Linked DNA regions of Hordeum vulgare: all the other regions are linked to region 3. Evidence: chromatin contacts called from public Hi-C data. All regions are on one chromosome and are shown on one strand. Each heading gives the region's core, a stretch centred on a gene start, on an enhancer-like site or on the middle of the called end of the contact. The rest is flanking DNA. Distances are from core to core; before and after follow the strand shown.

Region 1 (3,684 bases), core at 161-2,660, 200 kb before region 3:
GTGGGCGGCAGCTCGTCCACGGGCGCGAAGTTGGCGGACAGCACGTGCCGCGGGTCCACCGACGGCCGCAGCACCGGCGGGTCGACGAACGTGTTGATCGCCTCCTCCAGCGCGTTGCAGAACGCCGCCTGCAGCGAGGTGGAAGGCCGGCGGCGAGGCCTGGACGACCGAGGCGCCTGCCGCGGCGCAGCGGACGCCCTGCTCGCTCTCGCGGTAGCCACCCTTGTACCGGTCGCATTGTTTACCGACCTGTCCACCAGGTGCTCTTCCGTCTCTTGTTGCTCGACCGGCTTGGGCGGCGAGGTGAGCACGGTGGCGGTGGCGGCAGCCGACGGCGGCGGAGGCGACGTGCTCTTCTTCCTTCTGTAGCTGGGGTTCGGTGCAGCAGCAGAAGACGCGGCAGGCGAGATGTAGGAGAGCCTCCTCGATCTCGGAGCATGGGCAGCATTGGCTTTGGCGGGGTAGAGGTCAGCCATGCTGAAGTTGGAGGTGACAAGTGCTCCCTCCATTTTCTGCAGTCTGGAGTCTGCAGATCAATGGTTCTTTGGATTACTAACAATTTTTGTGTTGGAACCCAGGTGAGTAGCAGCAAATGCCGACACCGGTTCGCACACTACTGCCTTTTGCTGCTTGTATGGCATGGGTATATATAGCCTTGGTAAAAGGCAAACTTACCCGGTGGAGATGTTTATTTGGTGAAAATTCAAAGATCACGTGGACCGTTGGATCGCAAGCGACGGCACAATCTGAGAGGATGAAAAGTTGCCCTAGGGTGTTTGGTTTGTGCACAAGTTTACCTGTATTTTGGTTTCTTTTTTCAGGGATTGTTTGCCCATAAGTTGGTCAACATTGACTAGCAAAATGAACTAGAGCTGCCAATGGAGAATTGGCATGCAAAAATTTAGCAATCATCAAACAAGGGTCCGCGGCGGGAACTCTGGTGTTCATGGTTCTTTTTGTCTGAATATATCTACTTATCTAGAGATTCATCAAATTGTGCCAAAACTTCGGATATTGAGGGAGTCTATCAGTCTAACCACAACAAGTATCATGCTTTTTGTGGCCCTAAATATAAATATTTGGAGGGTTAGTGGGATGACTGAAATGGTGAACCCTGCTACACTGCCAACTTTTATGTTCTCACCAAATGGACAACTACATACAGTATGGTCTAGAATCCTACAAACTGGTGGCTGGATCATGTATGGAGAAGAAGTGCCAAGGTTTTCAAGTGGCTAGCTTGGAAAGGGCGCATTCACACAATTTCGTTTGCAGCGCTAGGCAAGTGTCCAGTACAGGCAGCTATAAAAGGACATGCTTTGGATAGATTAGACATGATCAACATTAATTTTCACTACTTATCATTTGGCTGTGGCCTGTGGGTTGTACAAAACTTGGTCCCTGCACAGTGATGCGTGTGAAATCTTACCAAATTACACTTTGCATGCATGGCGTATCTGTGGCTATCTAGTTACTACTTCCTCCGATTTTAAATATAATTTTTTAAAAGGTTTCATTAAGAGACTACATACGGATGTATATATATATTTTTTTTAAATGTAGATTTATTCATTTTAATCCGTATGTAGTCTTCTAGTGAAATCTCTAAAAAGATTTACTCCCTCCGTAACTAAATATCTAGTTATCCTCAATCACAATTATTTAGGTATGAAAGTAGTATTTCATCCATTCCTAAATACTCCCTTTATATCTAAATAATTGTAGTTTGAGAAAACTGATAGTTCTTTCCAACTATAATTATTTAGATACACAAGAAGTCTTTTTAAAATTTTATTATAAGACTATATACAAATGCATATAGACATACTTTAAAATGTAGATTCATTTATTTTACTTAGTGGTAGTCCTCTAATAATTTTTTTAAAAACTTATATTTAAAAAGAGAGGGCGTATATTTTAGTGCCTATTGGTTGGTTGGATCCATGGAGAGCATCCAGCCATACACCTGTGTGAAACTGAGCAGCGCAGTTATCCATAACATGATTGGGCGAGACAGGATAAACCGTTACAATCTTTTCTTCCAGATTATTATCAATCTACTGTTTGATGCGGACTGACGGGACCCACGGTCCATATCAGCCATTAATCCTCGGCACCTGCTACCACTCGCTCGTCCATCCACTTGCTCCCCGGTCGGCGGTCGCCATCCTTCTTCCCGTTTCCACCTTCCACGGAATATCATGCACAACTTCTCAGGCCGCATCTCAGCAATATCTGAGCGATGATCCATGGAGGTAGTACCGTAGTAGTGTTGGTACAACTTGCAAGCAAGTTCTATACCAGCTTAGCGCTAAGAGCGGACGTTTGGAGCTCGGCCTTTATGGAGACCGAAATTTTTTAATAATTCAAAATTTAAATTTTTCAGTTTAAAAAAACCTGAAAAAAAATATGCAAGTAAAGAAGGATGTTATGTGCACGTGTGTAAAAATTTAGGATGAAATACCTTAAGATATGGTCTGCACAAAAAAGACAAATGCATGGCCTGAAACGATAAATAGTGTCATGTATAAAAAACCTTAGATTTGTCTTTTTTACACAGCCCTCATTTCAATATTTTTTTTTTGAAAATTTACACACATGTGTTACGCCTTCACTTATCCCTATATTTTTTTTCAAAATTTCTAAAATGTAAAAATATGATTTTTTATGAAATTTGAATTTCAAATTTAAAGGCCTTCATGGAGCTCGGCCACCAAACGCAATTTCCGTTTAGCACTTCACTTTTCTCTCAAGAGAGCAGACGAAACGGGAGCAATCTATACAATACATACCAGCTTGTTCATAGACGAACGCGTGCACGCATAGGCAGTTCAGCACCAACATGCGGCATGAGTCTCCGAGGATTCAGAGTCCCACTATATATGTCCTTGTTTTTTTTTGTTTCGAATGAAGGAATAATTAGCAGCAATCTCGTCCGATGCAACCAATCAGTATCATCACAGAGAGAGACCAAATCTGAAGCCACAAGCAACCGCTCTCGTCTGACGCAACAAATCAGTATCATGTCTTGAACGATCAGAGTGTGCGTGCTCCTCCAGTCCAGAAATAATGCGGTCGGCCGGCACTGATCGATCGAGGCCCATTTTAAGCGCTTTAAATCAGACTGGTTGAAGCCGGAGGAGGGCCACAAAAAGAAAAGAAAGGAGGCTTCGAGGTCGATAGGCAACTGTGGCGAGTCTGATCGCATCTCAAGGGAGTGGTGGCGAGGATGGCATGGCCGTGGCCCGGGGGGCAACGTCGGCGTCGTCGTCTCCCTCACGGACCAGCGGGAGATCAAATGGACGGGTCGCTCCCGGGTTGCCATTGCTTCCACACAACCCCTCACGACCCTACCATTTTAAGCGCACCGGAGCTCACATCGGAGCACGTAATATCGTGAATCCGGACGGGATTAACTGGCTGTGGTAATTTGGCGGGAGCACGTGAATATTATGCAACCCAGAGTCCAAAGTCCAAACCCATTTATCTTGGCCTGCGGAGCCGGAGGTAGAGGTGGGGATAAGGAAGGGGTAGGCGGAAGCCGGTGAGACGGCAGCGGCGGCGACGGCGACGGCGACGGGGACGCGGCAATATCTATGTGTGTGTGCTGGTGCGTATCTGGGTCACCTAATAACGTAACGACGACGCGACGAACAGGGCTGTGCACATCGTGATGCCTGCGTG
Region 2 (3,628 bases), core at 731-3,230, 150 kb before region 3:
AAACCATGTCCCCAGGTGACAGTGTAGTTGGAGGCAGCTTGTGTTCACCTTCAATTCTGAATAGAACCAAATGCAAGCCTCCCAATCCTACATGCAGGGATAACAGAAAACAGTGTCTTGCTCAATTTTCCAAAGTAACTGAAGACAAAATCTTAACATACGGAAAAAAGAAAGTAGCCAAGTTTAGCTCTCTCACCAGTTGAGCTGCTGATGACACTCAAGTTGCAAATGGTGTCACACTGCTCCTGCTGAGCCTGCCCATGGGTCACCAAGTACTCAACTGGCTTGGATGGCTTGGAATTGTTGTCAAGCATAGTTGTGGCATTCAGCTCCTCCTGTGTAAACTCCAGCTCCGCGTCTCGCTCGATGCGTAGCAGGTCTGACATATGCCTCACAAAGTCTTCAATCCTATCCTGCATCAGCCTTACCTTCTTGAGGCTTATGCCGATGCTACTGTGAACCGCTTTAGTTCGTGGTGTCGTCCTGCGCACAGCTGCCCGGTGATGAGTAGAATTGGCCATTTCCTTCAACAGCTTCCATGTCTGCGTGGAGCGCCAGTCGTAGATGAGCCCCTGGTTCTGGTAACTCAGCAGGACACCACGGAGCTCACGCTGGAAATGGTCGAAAAGGGTGGGGTAGTGTGTACAGGCCTTGAAGCAGAGTGCCTCCAGACCCTTGGGCATGGGGACGGGTGAGAGATAAGGCTGTGCCTGGATCACAAACCCAAGCTGGCCTTCTGCTGATCCCCAATTCAGGGTCAATGCCGCTGTGGTGAGGTCCGCCATCTCACCCTGAAGCTCGGCCGAAGCGAATTTGGATGCCATGGATTGCATCCCCTGCCTTAGCCACTCCACAACACACCGGCCAAGCTCCTTCCGGCCTAGTGGATCGCCGTTCTCATACAGCGTCCCTACCCTTATGGACGCCTCCTCCACCGACGGCACGCAGCCGCCTTGTTCTTGCCCTCCCTCGACCGTCCTCCTCTGCCTCCTCCTCCTAGTCCTGCCATTGCCACCGGCAGGTCGAGGCGCACCTTTGCTGGGACCCAATGGCGCAACACGTACACTCCTTTGCCTGGAAGAAGAAGAGGCATCCTGCGACCGTGCCGGCGACGGCGTGGACGCAGACGAAGGAGCAGCAGCAACGAACGTGACCCTTCTCCTGCTGGGGAGCTTCTTCGCAGCGCCAGAAGAAAACAGGAACCTAGAGGAAAAGAGATCAAGAGACATGCCGTCGCTCCACGGTCACGGCTGCCGGCGGAGGCTGCGGCGCGGGGCAGCGGGAGGGGAGCGGGAAGGGAGCGAGGTGCTGACCGGTGACTCGGCTCAGCCTCGGCGGGTGAAATCCTCCCTGGCCCTGGGTCAAGAGGAGGAGACGGCCGGTGGAGAGTGGATGACTGGTGGCGCAGGGCGCGGCTGCGTTAGCACCGCAGGCAAGTAAAGTGCCGTCCCCGGCTCTGGCTTCGCGCGGCTGGCGCCCACGTCGTCTCCGCCCAGTTTCCATGGTCCCGAAAGCCCCTGACAGCGCCCATCGGATCGGCTCCGGCTTCGCGCTTGCTGTCCAACCAACGCATGGCGCGCGATCCCGCTGTCCACGCAGGCGCCGGCGCGTCCAGACGCGATGCAGATGCAGATTCACCGGTCCGGCGGGGCTGATTCTGTTCAACCAAAATCAGGGTGGGGGGAAGCGTCCGTGGATCCTGATGGACCACAATAAAATGAGACAAAGAATGGCGGCCAGCTTTCTCCCCGCGGGCGGACTGGCTGGCTGGCTGGCTGGCTGGCAGGCATTAGAGCGAACACCTTACCGGCGTCACGGTCGGGGTGGGGACAGCAGGCGGAACATTCCGCGCTGGCGCTGCTCTGGACTTTGGACTTGGGGCAATGACACGTTTGCGAGGCTGCTGCGCCGCTCAAGGGCGCTCTTGGGAGGCGGGAGGCGGTGGCCGGCTGCTGCCGCGCCGCGCCGCGCTACGTGAGTTGGCCGTGCACGAATGGTTCGGCGCCGTGCGCGAGGCAGGAGCTTAGAGCATGGTTAATATTATAGCCACCTGCTGACTATAAACCATCTTATAGTCTATTTTATAGCTAGCCCGTATAATAGTTAGCTATAAAAGAGTACTATTTTTATCATATATGGTCCATCATTCATTCTCACGAAGCACTCTCCTCTTCTCTCTCATCTAACTCATTAAAAATATAGTATTTTAATCCTTACAGCCTGCTGACTGTACCTTATTGTACTTGCTCTTAGAGCAACCATTGGATCGATCCATTTCGTCCGCTGCCGTTGGTTTGGGTCGGCGTGGGCACAAAAGTCGGCCCGACGCGCCGACCCAAACAGACGCGCGTTTGTTTGACGTCCGCCTGACGACCCATTCCCGACCCAATTTTAAACCGGATTTGTGTCGGCGCGGACATGTGACGGACGCGCGCCTACTCTTCTTTCCGGCTCCGCCGGTCGGTGGCATCCACCACCATTTTCCTTCATTCCCCCCCCCCAAAAAAAACCTCCCGCCCGCGTGCTCCCGCCCCACGCCCGTCATGGACGACGACCTCGACGCCGCCGCCGGCCTCGCCTCCGTCGCCTCGTCCGACAAAGGCAAGCCTCGCGTTCCCTGGAAGGCCGCACCGCGCTACGTGAGTTAGCCGTGCACGAATGGTTCGGCGCCGTGCACGAGGCAGGAGCTCAGGGCAACTCCAACTCACGAGTAACAGAGCCACGACCCCAAATCGCGTCCGTTTGTAAACGGACATAATAAACAGCGGGCCAACGCACCTAAGCGAACACAAAAATGTCCGTTTTTATTCGCTTTCGATTCATTCCTGATTTAAGTTTGAACTGCGTTGCAGCCAAACGGACTTGCGTTGACCACCGCGACACGTGTCATTGTTCGCCCATAGCCCGCCTCTTGGTGACACATCCGTCTTTTTTCCATTTTCCTTCCTCAAACTCCGGCCGCACACCTCGCTCCTCTCCCTTCTCGTCTCAGCCAGCTTCCATTGCGGTCGTGTAGGTGTCGAGCACGACCGACCGCACGTCCACGTTTTCTCCATACCACGAGCTGTCTAACCCCTTGCCCCACCTTCAACGCAACCGGTAGCCGTATTTGGAGCGGATCTAACCGGATTTGTGTGCGGCAGGCCACTGGAGGCCGAGGCGTGCCATGGACTGGCCGGGGCACCGGTCCACATAGCCCCGACAACGCCCCCAGGACGGATGCAGGTACTGAATCTACCTCTAGCCGCTCGGATCCACCCCATCGGCAGTTCGAGAAATACACCAACGGTCGTCGTCCGGGTTCGATGCTGGCCCAAATGCTCGTCGACGCCCCGATGCCGCTCATAAAGCGTGACGACTGTCCACTGAAGGGTGTGTGTCGCGTGTCTACAACGCCGGAACACACCGGATGGGTGTTTGTCAAGTGAAAAAATGATGGGATACGTGCTAGTTTAGCTTCGGTTGTGATTCCGGATTCGGGTTGTTTTGCTTACAATCAAATATTTATTGTGTAGGATGGATGCAACTTTTAGTTTTGGGAAGAAGAATATATCGATGCACTGATAGCACATAATTTAATAGATGTTCGTGCACTTCTTGCTAGAGTAGACACTAGAGATGAGATTAG
Region 3 (3,532 bases), core at 156-2,655:
CGTTTGGGCGCTTCGACGAGCTAGGTCCGACCGCCATTGTTGAAGATCTCAAGCAGAGGCACAAGAAAGATTTGTGCCTTGACAAGATGGGAAAAGGGAGTAGATGAAGGGATAAGTTTATTACCCATGTTGCGAGTTATATACCATGGTTAAACGGGAAGGTTTGAGTATCCAACCTTTAATCCGCTCGTTTTCCAAGCACTTAAGGAACGCGAATCGAGGAAGCCTTAATGATGCGGCCAAAAGTGGTTGGGTGGGTCCCAACTCTGACATGGCCTCCCTCACCACGACTTGTGGAAAGTGTTGATTATAAATCATCGGACTATCCGAGGAGTGTGGATGCTGGGGCCCTTACAAAAATGCTGAAGATAACCAATGAGGACCTTGGATTCTGATAATGAAGAGGAAACTCGCCTACCAAGCCGAAGACCACGAGAAGGAGAAGTTGTTTCGAGGAGGGCGCCAATGTCCTCGACTCTGAAGACTAGTTCACGGGCTAGTGACGATGTCCTTGATTAGGGGGGTGCACACCATCTCGGCATGTTATTTGTGGGTCGGAGTGATGACCCATCAACTGCTGATGGAAGGACTCTGAAAGTTGTGGCCCTCGGCGTACCTACTATGGAAACCTTTGAAGACTTGATGTGTACTTCAAGACCTGTTTTGATGTTCGGGATGTTCATCCTCAGCTTGTAATCGATCATATGTAAACCCCAGATTCCTCGGGTGCCTAGCCAAGGGGTTTTAGTCTTAGAGACACGCATGCAAGTTTAGAGCTTAGAACATGATCTCAAGGTAGACCCTCTATACGTTGTACCCCACCTACAATCAATACGATACAAGCAGTCCTAGGGTTTTTGCCTCTTTAAAAGGTCCCGAATGTGAGTAAATCTGTGTCTCCCTACTTGATGTTTACCATCGTTCTCCAATCGTCAGCTCGGGACCCCATACTCAAGATCTGCCAATTTTAATCCACGCAACTTGGAGTTTGTCTAAAAGAGAGTTGGAGAGTCTTTACAGACCGGTGTGAAGTCACCTATATGTAGCTTTTTTAGATTTTTTCTAAACATGTACAAACACAAGTGTTTATATACATGCGTACACACTCACCCATGTAAACGCACACATGTACATTATATCCCTATGATATTTTTCAGATTTATTATGTATTCCAATTGATGGACTTTCGCGACATTTTGGTTGCAGTACCGTCATGAGTATATTATGACTTGAAGCCCTAAATCTGGACATAGCACAACGCGTGCTTCTCTCCAACGCGAATGCCCACAAAAGCCCATCTCAGAAAAATAAGTGCCAACGCCCACATTCTCCACCAAAGAAACACGCATTGACAGCCCTAAAAATAGTTAAAACTAATAAACACGCATTGACTCAAGTTTATCTCGTCTTCTCACCAACCATCTCTCCAATCCTTTCACGGCCATTTCCTAATCCCACCGCTCCAAGACGCCAAGCAGGGCATCACGATCCATCCAAACCCGACCTCCCTGGAGAAATCCCCTCCCGTCAAAATCCTCCAATAGCCGAGATGCTCTCCCCCCACATTAGCGCCGACTCTCCCGCGCTCCCACGCTGGCGGTCAGCACAACCATGCTCCTGTCGCTGCCAGGTCCATGGCCGCGCGTCGAGCCCGTGCGCTTGAATCGTCTCCCGCACTGCAAAGGCCGGCTACTCTCGCTTCTCCGTAGCCGGCGGCTTGGCGTGTGCATGGCCGAGATGACCAGGGTCGGGAGCGGGTCGCCCCGGGAGGTTGGGGTTTCTGCTGGGGACGGGGAGGGGGATGCGATGCTGGGATGCGAGAAGTTGCCCGGTCCGAGGGCGGCGGCGGCGGCGACGGCGACGACCCGGTGGACGCACGTCGAGGTGGCGCTGAATCGTATGGTTAGTGCTCTTTGTTTCTATGAAGCTGTATATGTTCACATATGGTGTATGTTGATGCTTTTCGGAATCTCAAACTATATATCTTACGACTTAGCATGGGCCTTGCTTAATTATGGAGTGGTAATAGCTTCTAACCAATGCTGATGCCTTTCAAATGAGCTCTGATCATTGAAAGTTGGAACTATTACCAGTCTGAAAGGGATGAAGCTTTATTGGAAAAGAAACTGAAACGCCTGAATATTCTGATTTGCTCTCTGCAGAGAACATGCATTGCTTTAGTAGAGCATCATTGTAGCTTGTACTAGGGGTGTCTAATTGCAATAATATCTGCCAAGCTCAGCTGTTTTCGTATTATCGTTAATTATGAACAGATTTTTATATACAGATTTAGTTTGTTTAGCTGTAGAGTATCTTAGTTATCTAATGCCTGATTTATACTACTGTGTCTGATTATTAGTTTATGAAAGAGGAACTTGGATGCTCCAGACTAAGCTTCCTACTTAGATGTGATTAAACATTATGGTTGAAATTACCCTTAAATGCACGTAAAGGTTAACTGTGTGCTGTTTACTTGGAATTCTGGATCCATGTCTAACTGCAATATATGTAGCGAGCTCGCCTGTTTCCTGCAGACATTATTTATGAACCCTTTTTTGTGTACACATTTACTTTGCTTGTAAAATGTAGACTATCTTTGTTATCTAATGCCTGATTAGTACAACTGTATCTGATAAGTTTTTCTGAGAGGAACTTAGAATATTAACTATCTGCTATTCACCTTCGATAACCTTGTACCTTGTATGCCAGAGTAAATGGCTGGTGTCTGCTTCTTTTGCTTTTGCGGCTCTTTGGAAGCATGATGGTGAAATTATGTGGGCTTTGATGGGTGCAGTTGCAAACACTGTGCTTTCATCAGTTCTTAAAAAACTGCTCAACCATGAAAGACCAGCGCCAGCTTTGCGGTCTGATCCTGGGATGCCATCATCCCATGCCCAATCCATTTTCTATGCTGCAACATTTCTAGTTCTTTCAGGTAAGCTTTTCTAGATTCATCCAAACATCATACCATTTTTCAGTATATACTCCTGGCAACATCGAAAGCATAAATTCTGACAGGACATCTGTCCTAATTCATTTTAATCATGGCATACATTATGTTGGTAACTATATGTTCTTCTCATTTTTTGCTGCACAGCTTTTCTACTCTACTCCCTCCGTCCCATAATATAACATCTTATATTATGGGACGGAGGCAGTTGTAAACAGAATGAATTGAGACTAAACTAGAAATAATATGCCTATTTTGTGCTGAACAAAGATATTAGATGCTTATATCAGTTAAAAGTTGTAACAATGCCTCCATGGACGTTAGCAATCAGATGTCCACCTGTTCAATGAAAGGGAATGTGTGACTTATCTTATGTGGCTCGTTTTGCAACGCAGTGTTCTATTGGCTTGGACCAAATTATCTGGCAATGATTATTGGGGCTACAACTATAGCATCAGCCTCCTATCTAGTAAGAATTTCTACTTGGTAGACTCTTTCATCTTTAATCGTCTAAATTGCAGGACCATACTCTTGGGTTACAATCTTTGCATTCTTTAGAGCATCCTAATCTTAACCTCCTTA

What was found. A called contact is a pair of places that touch in the nucleus more often than the background predicts.
Region 1: a Hi-C map of seedling shows a contact between it and region 3, with 5 times the contacts expected there. The contact joins the promoter of LOC123401792 here to the promoter of LOC123403731 in region 3. A contact is called at or near these places in 3 of 6 Hi-C or Micro-C datasets (leaf and seedling) and 1 of 1 datasets of contacts at active chromatin or transcription factors (embryo).
Region 2: a contact with region 3 is called in a Hi-C map of seedling, with 4 times the contacts expected there. The contact joins the promoter of LOC123401617 here to the promoter of LOC123403731 in region 3. A contact is called at or near these places in 4 of 6 Hi-C or Micro-C datasets (leaf and seedling) and 1 of 1 datasets of contacts at active chromatin or transcription factors (embryo).

The regions. Positions count from the first base shown.
Region 1 is chr6H:463,012,803-463,016,486 of MorexV3_pseudomolecules_assembly, forward strand. It overlaps LOC123401792 (9-cis-epoxycarotenoid dioxygenase NCED1, chloroplastic-like), which reads right to left and starts at 1,411. Exons shown (of 1, transcript XM_045095641.1): 1 at 1-1,411. The coding sequence starts at 509.
Region 2 is chr6H:463,060,560-463,064,187 of MorexV3_pseudomolecules_assembly, forward strand. It overlaps LOC123401617 (DNA-binding protein SMUBP-2-like), which reads right to left and starts at 1,981. Exons shown (of 7, transcript XM_045095453.1): 1 at 1,808-1,981; 2 at 197-1,699; 3 at 1-87. The coding sequence starts at 1,229.
Region 3 is chr6H:463,209,040-463,212,571 of MorexV3_pseudomolecules_assembly, forward strand. LOC123403731 (lipid phosphate phosphatase epsilon 1, chloroplastic-like) reads left to right here and starts at 1,406. Exons shown (of 4, transcript XM_045097644.1): 1 at 1,406-1,902; 2 at 2,710-2,935; 3 at 3,346-3,419. The coding sequence starts at 1,612.